2 separate regions of the Gossypium arboreum genome follow, and region 1 is linked to region 2. Evidence: chromatin contacts called from public Hi-C data. All regions are on one chromosome and are shown on one strand. The core of a region is the stretch at or near the end of the contact, and the rest is flanking DNA. Distances in the headings are between cores, read along the strand shown.

Region 1 (6,744 bases), core at 2,003-4,502, 180 kb after region 2:
TGATTGTGGTAAAAATGAGTTGGTGTGTAAAAATGCCTCAAATATCGTATTGTATAGAATATGAAATGTGGATGTATGACTTGGTATGAGATTGAACCGAAAGGTCCGAGGAATTATGGTATAGTTTCGATATGGATGGAGTACCTAGCCTCGTTTATTGTTTCATGTTGTGATAATTTTATTAATGGATGGTTGTCGAATGCTTATGACTTACTGAGTTATAAACTCACTCGGTGTTTTCTTGTCACCCATTTTAGGTCTCTTGGACTCGTATCGTTTATGTGCTCGGAACCGTCGTTGAAGTCATCACACCGGCTGGAAATCTTTTGGTATTGTCTTCGTAGTTGAACTAGGAGAACATTTGGCATGTATAGGCTATTTTGTTTTGTTGAATCTCGGGTTGTAAACTTTAAGCCATGCGAAGATGGCCTATGTGGTCGGTTGAGTGTGAATCTAAAACCTATAGGCACGAGCCTTAGAAACCTTAATTTTGATAAGGTGGCCATAGTTTGTATTATGTATGATGAAATAGTTGGCCATGGAAGAATTATGAAATAGTCATTGTTTGCTTTAGTACCAGATGCTGCCAGCAGCAGTGAGGTGAGATGGAAAAATCACTAAAAATAGTATAAGTAGAATTAAATAGTGAATAAATTATGAAATTTAACCTTGATGAATCTATTTTCATATGGACGAAACGAAACGACCGTATGAGCTGTATTTTAAGAGATATTCAAGTTTTCGCGAAACAGGGCCAGAACGGTTTCTGGATCCCCTGCTCCGACTTGGAAAATTTACCATAAATTATCCAGAAACAATTAGAAGTCATGCCTTATATGCATAGATTCCCCTTTGAGTCTAGTTTTATTAGAAACAAACGGCATGAGCATTAGAGCTCTGTACAAGATGATATCCAGGTCGTAATGCGCAAAGGTCAGTGTAGTTGAACCCTGAAACAGGGGTGACTTTAACTAATAAACTGTACCAATTGGCCCGACCAAAAATTCTAGAAATAAATCCATGGATGGATATATGAGTCTAGTTTCAGGGAAAATTGACAGAAATCATTTTCGAGTTCTGGAACTCGAGATATGATTTTTAAGGTGACAGTGACGCAGTTAACTAGCCTGCCTGGAACAGAAAAAGGAGAACAAAAAAAAAAAAATTTCAAGAGAGGAATAAGTAAAGTAAGCCCGGTAACACCTCGTGGTCAAATCCGGTGACGGTCACGGGTTTGGGGTGTTACAGAAAGTGTTGAAATTATGGTGTGTCTGCATACCTTGTTTGCTTGTACACATATTTCTCTTTATTTATCTAAGGCATCAAATGTCTGCACTTTTGTAAGTGCAAACGCAACTACATATATTCCAAGTACAAAGAAGATGTTAGGAAATGATTTTGCATAAGAAGTAGTAGGCAACATTGAAACTGGGATAGTAATAGTAGCAACATACGCAACATTGCTTGGAATGCTGACATTGTTGGCAACAACATCAACAGAGGAAGGGATGTTAGCAACAACGTTTGAAGTTGGATTCGATAATATCCTTAAGATTGCTGGAAAGTACAGAATGATGAAGGATCAATTTCCTGCTTGAAGCGTGACTAACAATGTCCTTAAGGATATTTCGCAAGTAGCATATCATCCTATAGGATTCAACAAGCACATCTGTTTTGAAGAAAAATATGGAGTAGGAATGACAAATTAAAAGCATTAAGCTAAATTTAGTAAAAAATGTTTCTTTAGGAAATTTGAATGTTAGTCAAATAATTTGAAGTCAAATAATTTGAGAAAATTATGAATTTCCAAATAAGCACTTTGAACCAAAATATAAATAAAATAAAATAAAATAATGATAAAGCAAATCAAACAGTTGAGAAAAGGATTTTCATAAAAAAAAATCTTGAAGTAAAAATAGAACAAGCTTCGCTTTGTATTGTGTAAGGGGGATACATTGATTTACATTTAATTGAGCTTTCACGCTCAATTCTTGTGCGCGCGCGTCTATCCTCTCATTTTGGCTCTTACAAACCCAATAGTATGTAATATTTTATAAATAAAACTTAAGGGACTTAACTAAAGGATGTGAGATTCTGTGAAATACAATATACTCCCAACAAATGATATTGGAATATATTTTAATACTATATATAGTTAAAAATGGATGTATGGACTAAGTATAGTTTAATTTTTTTTTTTATTCAAGTATAAATTAGGTTAAGTTTGGACTGACTTGAGCCACTAAATTTTCTTAAACCAAATCTTAGCCTTACAGACAATGGCGTAGGTCTCTAGGTTGGTTATTGATCGTAGTTTTTTTCAGTAGTATTCCTTAATTTTTTTTCTTTTGTTTTTATTTTCAGTATACTCTGTTATATCTTAAAGCTATAGTGGTTGTTATTTTAGTCCACACTATTATGGTTTTGTTTTTGTTAAAAATATTTTCTCTAAAATCTATTGCAGTTCTTGTTTACTTTGTTTTCTAAGAAAGTAGTGGTGGTTTTATTTTTAGTTGCTAGTCGTGTTGTCTGTGTATATATAGGATTTGCTAATGTAAGAGTGCCACTAGATTTATTAGAAATCATTCTCAAATGACCTTATCATGATAGAGCACGGTGACGGTGTTTGTAAAATTGGACTCCAAGATGATGATGTAGATGATAGGTCATCTAGAACTTGGTCTTTTGTGCATAATTGATATAATGGATCTTTTGGGGCTCTTGGCAGTGGTTTCTTAGTTCATTGGATTTCGTCATTAGGTTAGTTTGATGATGGCAAGGTTAAGATGAAAATTTCAAAAATTTAATTCATGTGGTAATTACTATCAATTTATTTTTCTTTTAATTTTTTATATAAAGGATATTATTCATAATTCTTATTAATAATAATATTTTCTTTAAGAAAGACTGACTAATAAATATAATTAATCAATAATGTGAGTCAAATTGAACTTATTGGATCAAGTGAGTAACCTGACACGTCTAAATTTAAAGTTTGAAATATATATTATAATAGTATCAGATTTTACTCTAAAACATAATTAGGAAACAAAAGAATATAGTTGTCACTAATATTTTTGTTTACTTTTCACCTTTCATAGCCTTAATTAGATGTTACATTATTACTTTTCATTGCAAATGTCAAAATGAAAATGGAACCCATTGGGCCAAAGTTATTTGGTGTAACCCAATATGCTGTATACGTACTATATAACCCAATAAGTAGGGTCGGATTATTTGTCTGACCCAGTATTTCCAGTCCATAATTCGATGGGTTTTACTTTACTTAAGTCCTTACTTCTTATGCAAAATCCTATATGGTTTGGTCCAAACAAAAATCTATTTCTAGTGAATTAATTGTCAGCCAAATATAACACTAAATTATAATCTTTCAGTGGTAATAAGTTTAATAGTTTTTAAGTAAAATAATGAAATTATATTTTGAAGTCCTATAAAAGTAAATATATTTGACTACTTTCATAAATAAAATATATTTGACTTCAATTAAAGTAACATTTAAATTTATATTTATATTTAATTTAATTGTATATTAACGTTGACTAATTATTTAATTGTTTAGTAAATTTATAAGGTTCTAATGGAAATAAATTTTATTAAAATATAAAAGTAAAACAAAATTCAGAAAGTTATTATCACAATTAAATAATTAAATATTTAACATGTATTTACATAAAAAAAATTTACTAAACAAGAAACAAAAGCTAAAAGATATGACTACAACAAAATATAATTATTTTCTACTGTCAAAACTATTTTTACGTTTGAAAAACGGGGATCGACTTAAAATGAGGTATGGAGTCGCCACCGATCTTTTAGTTTAGGTGTGATCAGATCACCTTAAAATTGATCATTTTAATAAAACATTTTGATTCAGTAAAACAATGATTTTGGATCTACGGAATTCGAGAAAAGAGTTCGGGAGTCGGTTACGCATGAGGAAAGGTTAGTACCCTCGTACGCCCAAAATTGGTGCCAATTGATTAAATAACGTCCTTATGTCTAAAAAAAAATTTGAAGGAAAAATATTAAAATACGATCCCCTTAAAAATGTGTAAATAACTTGAGTTGGATCTTAAGATTCACTCGTTCCAAAGATATAAAATACCACATCCAGCACGTTAGGACACAATATTTTACGCCTCCAAAAACTGAGATCACCTCATGATTTCCAAAACACATGACGAAATTTTAGAAGGGTATTCAGTTATTTGGTCCAACGATAAATCGAAACCCAGCACGTCAGGGCACGATTCCTCAAATTTCCAAACACAAAACATTGCCTTGTTTTGACATATAAAAAACACGGATGAAATTTTAAGGGATGTTTGATTGTTTTGGGCAAACAGAAAATCGAAACTCAGCACGTTAGGATACAATTTCCCAAATTTCCAAAACATCAAACATCGCCTTTTGTTTTGGGAGTTTTTCAAATATACAATCGCAAAATCGGCTCAAAACGCCTTCACTTGATTCACTTAGAATAAAAATGAGACGGCCAACAAACATTGAAATCTGAATCCCGATGCAATATCATAGAAAAATCAAAGTTACACACACATGGAACAATAGATAAAATATTACACCAATGAATATAATATGAAATTTGGAAGGAATAAGTTTGGGTGCATACGATGGCGACATATCATACATCATGCCAATGCCGACATTAATATTCAAAGGCTAATAAATTAAAAGTAAATTTGAATAAAATACCAAGCATAAATAACATGCAACAAGCCTTAAAATAAATAAACAAATAAATGATATACAAGAAATGCAATTTGGAGTCGTCGATATGCAAACAAACAACTATATACGAAAATCTTGAAGTAAGTAATTCACATGAATATTTGAAACAAGCCAAGAAGGAAAAAAAGTAATATATGAAATAATAATGCATAAATGACATTTTAAAATAAATAATGAGTATAAAAAAGTCAATTTAAATAAATAATATTTATGGAACGGAAAAACTTAATATAAACAATATACATAAAACAAGGCTAATTCTATCACAAATTATACATGATAATATATAAACATATTTTAATTAAATATAACTCAAAAACTTCTAAACTACATGATATAAAAGAACTGTAACATAATAACTATATAATAAAACAAACAAAAACATAAAAACAGCATGCTACAACAATGCAAAATTAACAAACAGTTTATGACATAACAGGTTTTAAAAAAACAAGAACTACAAAAACTAAAATGCTCAATAAGGGTAAATGTAAACTAAAGGGGTAATTAACAAATAAAACCAACTATTGGGATGAAGTCAGGGACTAAAACTCAATGCGCATCAATCATGAAGGATTGAAAAAAACAATAAACCAAATCTCCAAAACGCAGCACTTAAGTATGGGTTAAATTAAAATAACATGCAAATTCTAGGGACAAATTTAAAAGAGTCAAAGAAAACATAAATGGGCTTGATTGAATGCCGGTACGAAAGAGGGGGATTGATTACACAAATTAACCATCTAAGGGGAAAATGCACGTGGACCAAGTCAAACACACGTACTGACTTCCAAACCCCATGCTATTTTATTTTATTATTTAAATAAAGCCTATTTTAATTTTTTTTTTTTTGCTTAAAAATGTTTTAACTTTGTTTTTAAAAAACCTAAGTTTTGATATGCTTTCTCAGCCCTCTCACACCCTCTTCATCCGAATTACCCAGGCCCTCAAACACCACCGCTTTCCATCGCACACGCCACCGTGGACAACCAACGGAAGATCCTTTTGCTAGGTGAATCGGGAAGTATATCTATCCTTCCTCTTTTATTACATTTCAGTATATAAATCGTGGATTTGAATAAAAAAATGAAAAAAGGAAAAAAATAGAAGAAAATAGTAATAAATAACCATCTTTGAAATATCTTGGTTACTCTCTATTGATTTTGTGTGTATTTTGTATTCTATTTCTCTGAAGAAAAAAAAAACCCCTTTACCATCAAAACTTGAAAGCTTTTATAGCCAAATACAAGCGGTTTAAGGCTATTTTCTTGCTCGTGTTGCAGGTCGTGAAGACATGGGAGCGGAGCGCACGGACGTGGGGCGAACAATGTGCCAATCGGGGGTCGTGCATGGTACGTGGAGGCTGCTGGTGGCCATTGCTGCGGCGCAAAATAGATGGAAACCCTAGGGTTTCTAAGTTTGGGCCTATGTTGTTGGGCAATTTGTAACTTAGCTTGTATTTTGGGCTGGGTTTTGTAAATGGATATTTAATATTTTTGTTTCATTTTTTGGTTTTTGTATGTGTATGGGACCGGGCCAAAACTGGGTCTTACAACTGCCCTTCTTTGCCCATTGTTGTATAATGAGAACAAAGCAAAGACCCTAATAGGACCAATTTTGTCCGGTCTTGCCGAATCTTTTACTTCTTTGGTGCTCCTCTTCTTCAAGTAGTCTTATAATAACTTCAAGAAGATAAGGTTTGTGACTTCAACCTGCTCCACTGCAACTTCAGGGAGACAAAGCCAGTGATTAAAACCTGCTCCATAGCCGATACTTAGAGATAAGACTCACCATCTTCGATCTACTCCATAGCCGATACATGGAGATAAGATTTGTAATTTCAGTCTACTTCCTTGCTACCTCAGGAAGATAAGACTTGTATCTTCAACCTGCTCTCTTGCTACCTCAGAGAGATAAGGCTGGTGGCTAAAATCTGCTCCATAGCCGATACATGGAGATAAGATTCGCCATCTT
Region 2 (6,196 bases), core at 3,173-5,672:
ACCATTGACAGATTTCTCCTTAACATTTTGCACAGCACTAGATGGCTTTTCAGCTTTTGCTACATAGAGAGAAGAGAAAGGGTTATATTGTTTAGACCAAATTGATTCCTACATCACTATATAGGCAATCAACAGCAGAGCTAGAAACTCAATTATCATGCAAACAACATTACAGTTCTTCTCGAATTTCTGATACCAACAATATTGTTTTTTATTAACAGATGAAATGACAATCAGTGTTAATCCAGACAAGAAACAGATTCCTAATGTAAGATTGGCACCATTGTTTTGCAACCATTGACATTAAATCACCACCTCGATCAAAAGAAAAATAAAATTCACTTAACCTTAACAAACTGTCAACAAAGCCCATTACCGCTAGCTAGATGCAAAATTTTGTCATATTTATCACAATCCTAAGTTGAAACTATTAAATTCAGCATCATAAGTTGAAACTATTAAATTCAGCATCTTTGTGCCCAAGTTGTGCAACACAATAAAGTGATTAGTATAAAAGCTACAGCTATAAGAACAAATGGCAGGCTAATTTTTGGAACCCAAAACAGAAGTTGGTCTCAGGATCAAATAGAAACAGAGGAATGGTGATCTAGACTTCAAGCATGTCAAATTCTTAAAAACAATGTCAACAATTCATTTAAATGAAGCAATAGATAAAACTTAGTTTTGATTTTCTTGAAACATTACAATAGGATCAAAATTTAGGAAGTTGTAACTGGGGCAAGAAAGTGAGAATCTTACGGTAGAAAACAGAGTGGTAAATGACAATTCTTATGGATAAATTACCTGTAACTGCTGTAGAATTATTACCAGCACTAGGATGATTTCCAGATGAATCTTGTGAAGGGGTTTTCTCGGGAAGATCAGGCAGAACTGTGGAACCCAATGGAACTAAAGAAGCTAGATCAGGAGGTTGATCTTTTCCTACAGGAGGGTTAGCCTACCAACGGTAAATGGATATTAGATTAGCTGAATTGACAAGTCATTACCAGTGACATGGGACACATCAAGGAAAAAGTAAAATCACCTCCAGATCAATATAAGTTGGGTCTCTCCCAATTGATTTAAGAAACTTGTCAAGACCAAAGGCATTAAGAGCTGGAAATAAATTATTGGAAGTTAGTTTAAACAGATGCCGAAAAGATAAAAAGTTCTGACACCAAGGTATATAGAGCTATAACGACTAAGTTTCCTCATTGATTTCCAGTTATATTAAGCCAAAGCCTAGTAAATCAGTCCCTTTTTTCTATCACAAGAGTTCTATGCCTGAGTAACCCAAATTGCATATACCATGACACATAGCATTCATACTCGTAACAAATAATTGATAGGAAGAACTAAAAATGGGACACTAAGAATCGAATTGATGGTTCAGCGTAACCAGCATTTTTGCTTATGTTGTCCATATAAAAAGGCAATAGGTTAAAACAATGCTAAAGCATAAGATATTTACTTCTCAACATATTCCATCTTGAAATAATCGCCTACAACCACTCCAATCATTTTAGGTAACAAAATAAAGCATGGAACTGAATACGAAAAACAAGAACGTGAATATATCTTTCTGCAAAAAGGTGAAAAAAAGGTGTATATATATTCCAACTTACAGATTGACATGTCATTGGAAAGTGGGTGAAAGATGCAACGCTCTTGAGTTTTGAATCCTTTATCCAACAATAGCGAGACATGACTTTAAATGGAAAAAAAAAAAAAAAAAAAAAGGGAACAGAAAATTAACACTAGAAATACAACGAAGAAAACCGCCAAAAAAGCAAATCTTTACAGACAAACAATTAAGCACAGAATCCATAATAGAGAGATAAGAGAAAGGGGAAGGAGAAGGAGAAAGAAGGGAGAAGGGAGAAGAAACTGCACTAGAATTTAGGCCTAATGATCATTAACACTAGAATCATCTTCTATTGCAGAAGGTTTTGCAGTGCTCGATACATTATTTTTCTTTGGTTTTCACATTGGCAAAGCCACTTCATTCACACACGAATGCAAAAAGAAAAAAGATCAAATTGGGTAAGAGGCCCTTGTACTATGCATTTTTGCAGATTTAATCCCTCTACTGTAATTGATCACTTATATCCCTCTACTTCTCAAAATGTGTATTTTCAGTCCTATGGCTATTTTTTTTTTGTTAATTCCGTAGCTTTTTTTTTTTAAAACATGTGACATTGTCATTTTTGTACAATTAGACAAATTTTGCACATTTAAAGAAGACAAAAAAAAGTGACTAAATCCACCAAAAAAGTATAATACAAGGACTTTCTATACAATTTGGCAAAGGAAAAAGCTACTAAAGCTTCAAGGACTTCCCTTCTAATATATAAGGCAACAGAATTTACTTAAATTCAAGATCTTAGGAAGATAATTCTCCATGTACCATTCAGCACTAAAATGAATGTAAATTCAAAGCTTGAAGGAAATAAAACTTAAATACCTTGCAGATTCATTTACTAGAGCAAATGGAGTAACACATCCAAGTGGCACCTTAAAAAAAAAGAAAACAGAAGCAACATAAAATAATGAAATGCAAATACATATAACAATCATTATTGAAAGGGGGGGGGGGGGGAGGGCGTGGAAACAAAAGCAACAATATAAAATAGTAAACTATAATCTTCTAATCATATATTTGGCAATCATTTATATGCGTAAACATTGATTACCAAATTTATTTATCTTCTAAGAAAAGAAGTAGCTTGTCATTTTTTCTTTAACTAAATCCATTAATAATAACATGACCTCCAAAAATTTGATAACAAACAAGTGTAAAAGAACTTATATATTTGCCCACCTTAAGTATCTCACCCAATGCCTCTTCTGGAGCCATTCTTAGACCACCTTTTCCTAAACCAAGCCTCTGAGATAAAACTGCACAGCTTTGAAAGCCACATGAAACTCACATTAACCTCTCAAAGTTACTTCAAAATTTCCATATTGAGACCAATATATGAGACCAATAAACTATTTCCATGCATTATACAAAAAATAAAGCAGGAAAGAAAGTATGTACCTTTCATATCTACTTTCGTATCTGCAAGGGCAGACACAACATAGTACCTATGTTTTTTGTCCTGCATGGATAAACATTTGCAATCACTCAGAAAGTTTCGAATAATCCATCAGAAACAATGCCAATTTTCATTCGGTGTATACCTTCAAGAACAGATTTTTGCTCAGTGCACCTCCCACATTCCCAACATATTTTGCCTGATGAGAAGAAAAATTTTAGAATCCATGAAATGCATGAGTTTGTTTACTCAAAAGGGACTCATCGGCTAAGTTTAGCACTCTTCTTTTACCTGAGCTTCGACAGTCAAAACAACAGGATGTTCATACTGGGAAAAATCAATTTGAAGCTCCTGAAAAAAATCCAATGCACATACCAGTCACTAGAGATGCAAAAGAAGAAAAGCAACCATAAACTGAAGCAAGGCCATAAATTCTTGAATTCAATCATAACCAGATACAAACAGAGAAATAGTGCTGAATCAAAACTATATAATTAGAAGGATTGCAATCAATGGTGAATTGCCATGGGAGTCACGGGCCATTTTGGAAACATCTTGAGTGAGTGTGTGCGCTAAACTAAATTAACTTGTTACCCCACCCCACCCCACCCCCCAAAAAAAAAATTTAAATTGTATATATTTATATTTATTTATTTTGTTTATAATTTAATTTTGTGCATTATAAATTTAAATTGTTATCTGTCACCTTGTGTTCTTCTATTTTCATCTTTAAGATCACAGCTTTAAGCTATTGGTCAAACTACATACTTAGTTTCCTAATTGGCCCCCAAAATCAAATGGCAAGATCGGCCACTGGTTACAATTCACAATATTTCCACCAATTCATAGTGTAAATATCTATAAAAGTTCATAATTTTAGCAGAGAAAACCATATTGTAACAGCCTAATTTGTGTTTTGACACTTTATTTGCTCCATTCTTACCCTGAAAATAAATGAATTTAAATAAAAATAATGAAAACCCAAATCACAATTGTAGTTTAAATAATGAATCATTTCCCAAAAACTGAATGGATATTGCGAATTAGATACTAACTGTACAAAGATTAGAACTAAAAGCTATCCAGAAATCAAAAAGAGGAAACCTTTAAACGAGCAAGCAGCTGATCCTTGGAATAACCCATTGTTTCTGTGTCGAAGCTGAAGACTGAAGTTCAGGAGATAAAAGCAAACAATATAGAAATCAGCGATGAGCTTGGAATAGGTTTATTTGTTACTGAAGTATTGAGGTGGATTCTGGTTTGGGCTTAAACTCGTTGGATCATTTACGGAAACTCCATTGCACTGGGCCTACAGTGCGATCTCAATTTAAGGTAAATTTTGTGCTCACTCAAATGAAACTCACCCGTATTGAATAACATTTCCGTAATTTTTTAATCGAAGATACAAACTCAAGAGCATAAATAGTAGTATGAGAATTGAACTCCACGTTTGGTAGAGTGGAGTAACTTTTTGTTAAGTATTTTAGTTGATTTACTATATTCTTGTTTTCAAGGTTCATAATCACCCATGTCTTGAAACAAATACCAACAGTTAACTAATTATAACAACTCTAATCTACATCATGATGAAGTTAATTCATTAATTATGATAGGGACGAGTTGGCAGTACAAACACAGTGAACTATGTAATGGTCTTAATGTCGATCAAAGATCGTATACGATGCAGTTATCAATTTTGTTTATAACAATTTTGGATGCTTCACTTTTTTGTATTCAAGTGGTGGCACATGGAAAACATATTTATGGAGGAGTCACTACTCGAATAAGATCTGAGGGTAAGATTGTTGCATTATGGTGGATGAACAACACATTCAACATTTAAGATCCCATTGAAATCAAGCAATAATTCTTCTTGCGAAGTTAAGTAAGGTACATCATTAGCTGGATTACTAAGGAAGACAAGTCTGATTAAATGGGATGAAGCACCAATGGCTGATGTACATGTTGTAGGATATTCTGCGATGCAATGATCATTCATCAGAAAATAAGTTATTTGATGGGGTAAATATGTTGTTGCGAGGGGATTTCAGACAAATATTACATGTTCCTTGGGGCAGGCGCAGTGTTATTATTTCAACTTCTATATTACCAAGTATAGAATATGGGATCACTGTGACCTTTTCCAATTAACCATAAACATGCGATTTCATATGAATTCAACAACTTCTTCTATCTCTGCTTTCAATAAGTGGCTGTTGAATTTGGTGATGGTAGATTACCTACTATCTATCAAACATGATGGGGATGATATGTCGCAAATAATTCCACATGGATCTGGTTCATTTTGTGACATTGTTGAATTCACTTATCCCGATTTGGAAAGAAATTTTAAGAATTCAACGTTTATAAAGGATAGAACTATTTTGTCACCGTCAAATAAGGTTGGTGATAGAGTTAATAATATTCATTTTGAACAACAATTTGTATTATATCCTCCTAAATTCTTAAAACTCTTTGAAATTCATCGGAATTCCCAACCATAAAATTCAGTTGAAAGTTGGTGTTTCGATTATGCTTCTTATAAATATAAACCAAAGTCTTGGACACTAGGTTGATTGTAACAAAATTGGGCTCACCATTGATTGAAGCAGACTCATATTGGTTAACAATTTTTTATTCAAATGCAAATTTGTCCATCTTATATAAAATGACCATTCACGAAGATGGTTTCCCATCAAGATATGTTTTGCAATGATCATAAATAAAAGTCATGTTGGAGTTTGGTTGTCATGTATGGACATATCAATTAATTAGTCATATGACTATTTTAATATTTTTTTTATTTTTTTTCAAAGGATATGATGCAGAGCTACAACGTCATTCCCTAACTTGCAGCTGTAGACGAGATTTGGAAATTGAAGGTTCGCATCATTAGAATATAACATGCGGTTAATGTGCGACAAAATAATGAATTCATTGGCATTGGATTCATAATATTAGATGAAAATGTAAGTACAAAAAATTTAATTAACTTATTTTATCTATACTTCATCACTATTAATTAAATTATCTTTAAAATTTCTAATTTTTACTATTAATTACATATGATCATATTGTTGGGTTTTGGTGCCCTTAGTGTAGTATATTCATCCATTTATAATTGTAATTTTTGAATAGATTAATTTAGATGAAATTCC

The links. A called contact is a pair of places that touch in the nucleus more often than the background predicts.
Region 1: a contact with region 2 is called in a Hi-C map of leaf, with 2.9 times the contacts expected there. The contact joins the enhancer-like site here to the promoter of LOC108460254 in region 2. A contact is called at or near these places in 2 of 5 Hi-C or Micro-C datasets (both in leaf).

What each region holds. Positions count from the first base shown.
Region 1 is chr3:122,981,874-122,988,617 of ASM2569848v2, forward strand. No RefSeq gene overlaps it. Among protein-coding and RNA genes, the nearest start is that of LOC128291112, 32 kb to the left of the region's middle. Within about 2 kb of position 3,253, at least 1 of the 2 cell types and tissues checked has an H3K27ac peak or open chromatin away from gene starts, as enhancers often do. A contact at or near this core is called in leaf, where this site is marked.
Region 2 is chr3:122,801,380-122,807,575 of ASM2569848v2, forward strand. LOC108460254 reads right to left here and starts at 4,423. Exons shown (of 12, transcript XM_017759686.2): 1 at 4,143-4,423; 2 at 3,330-3,389; 3 at 3,184-3,237; 4 at 3,041-3,101; 5 at 2,822-2,898; 6 at 2,465-2,514; 7 at 1,626-1,708; 8 at 1,046-1,116; 9 at 805-958; 10 at 1-59. The coding sequence starts at 4,181.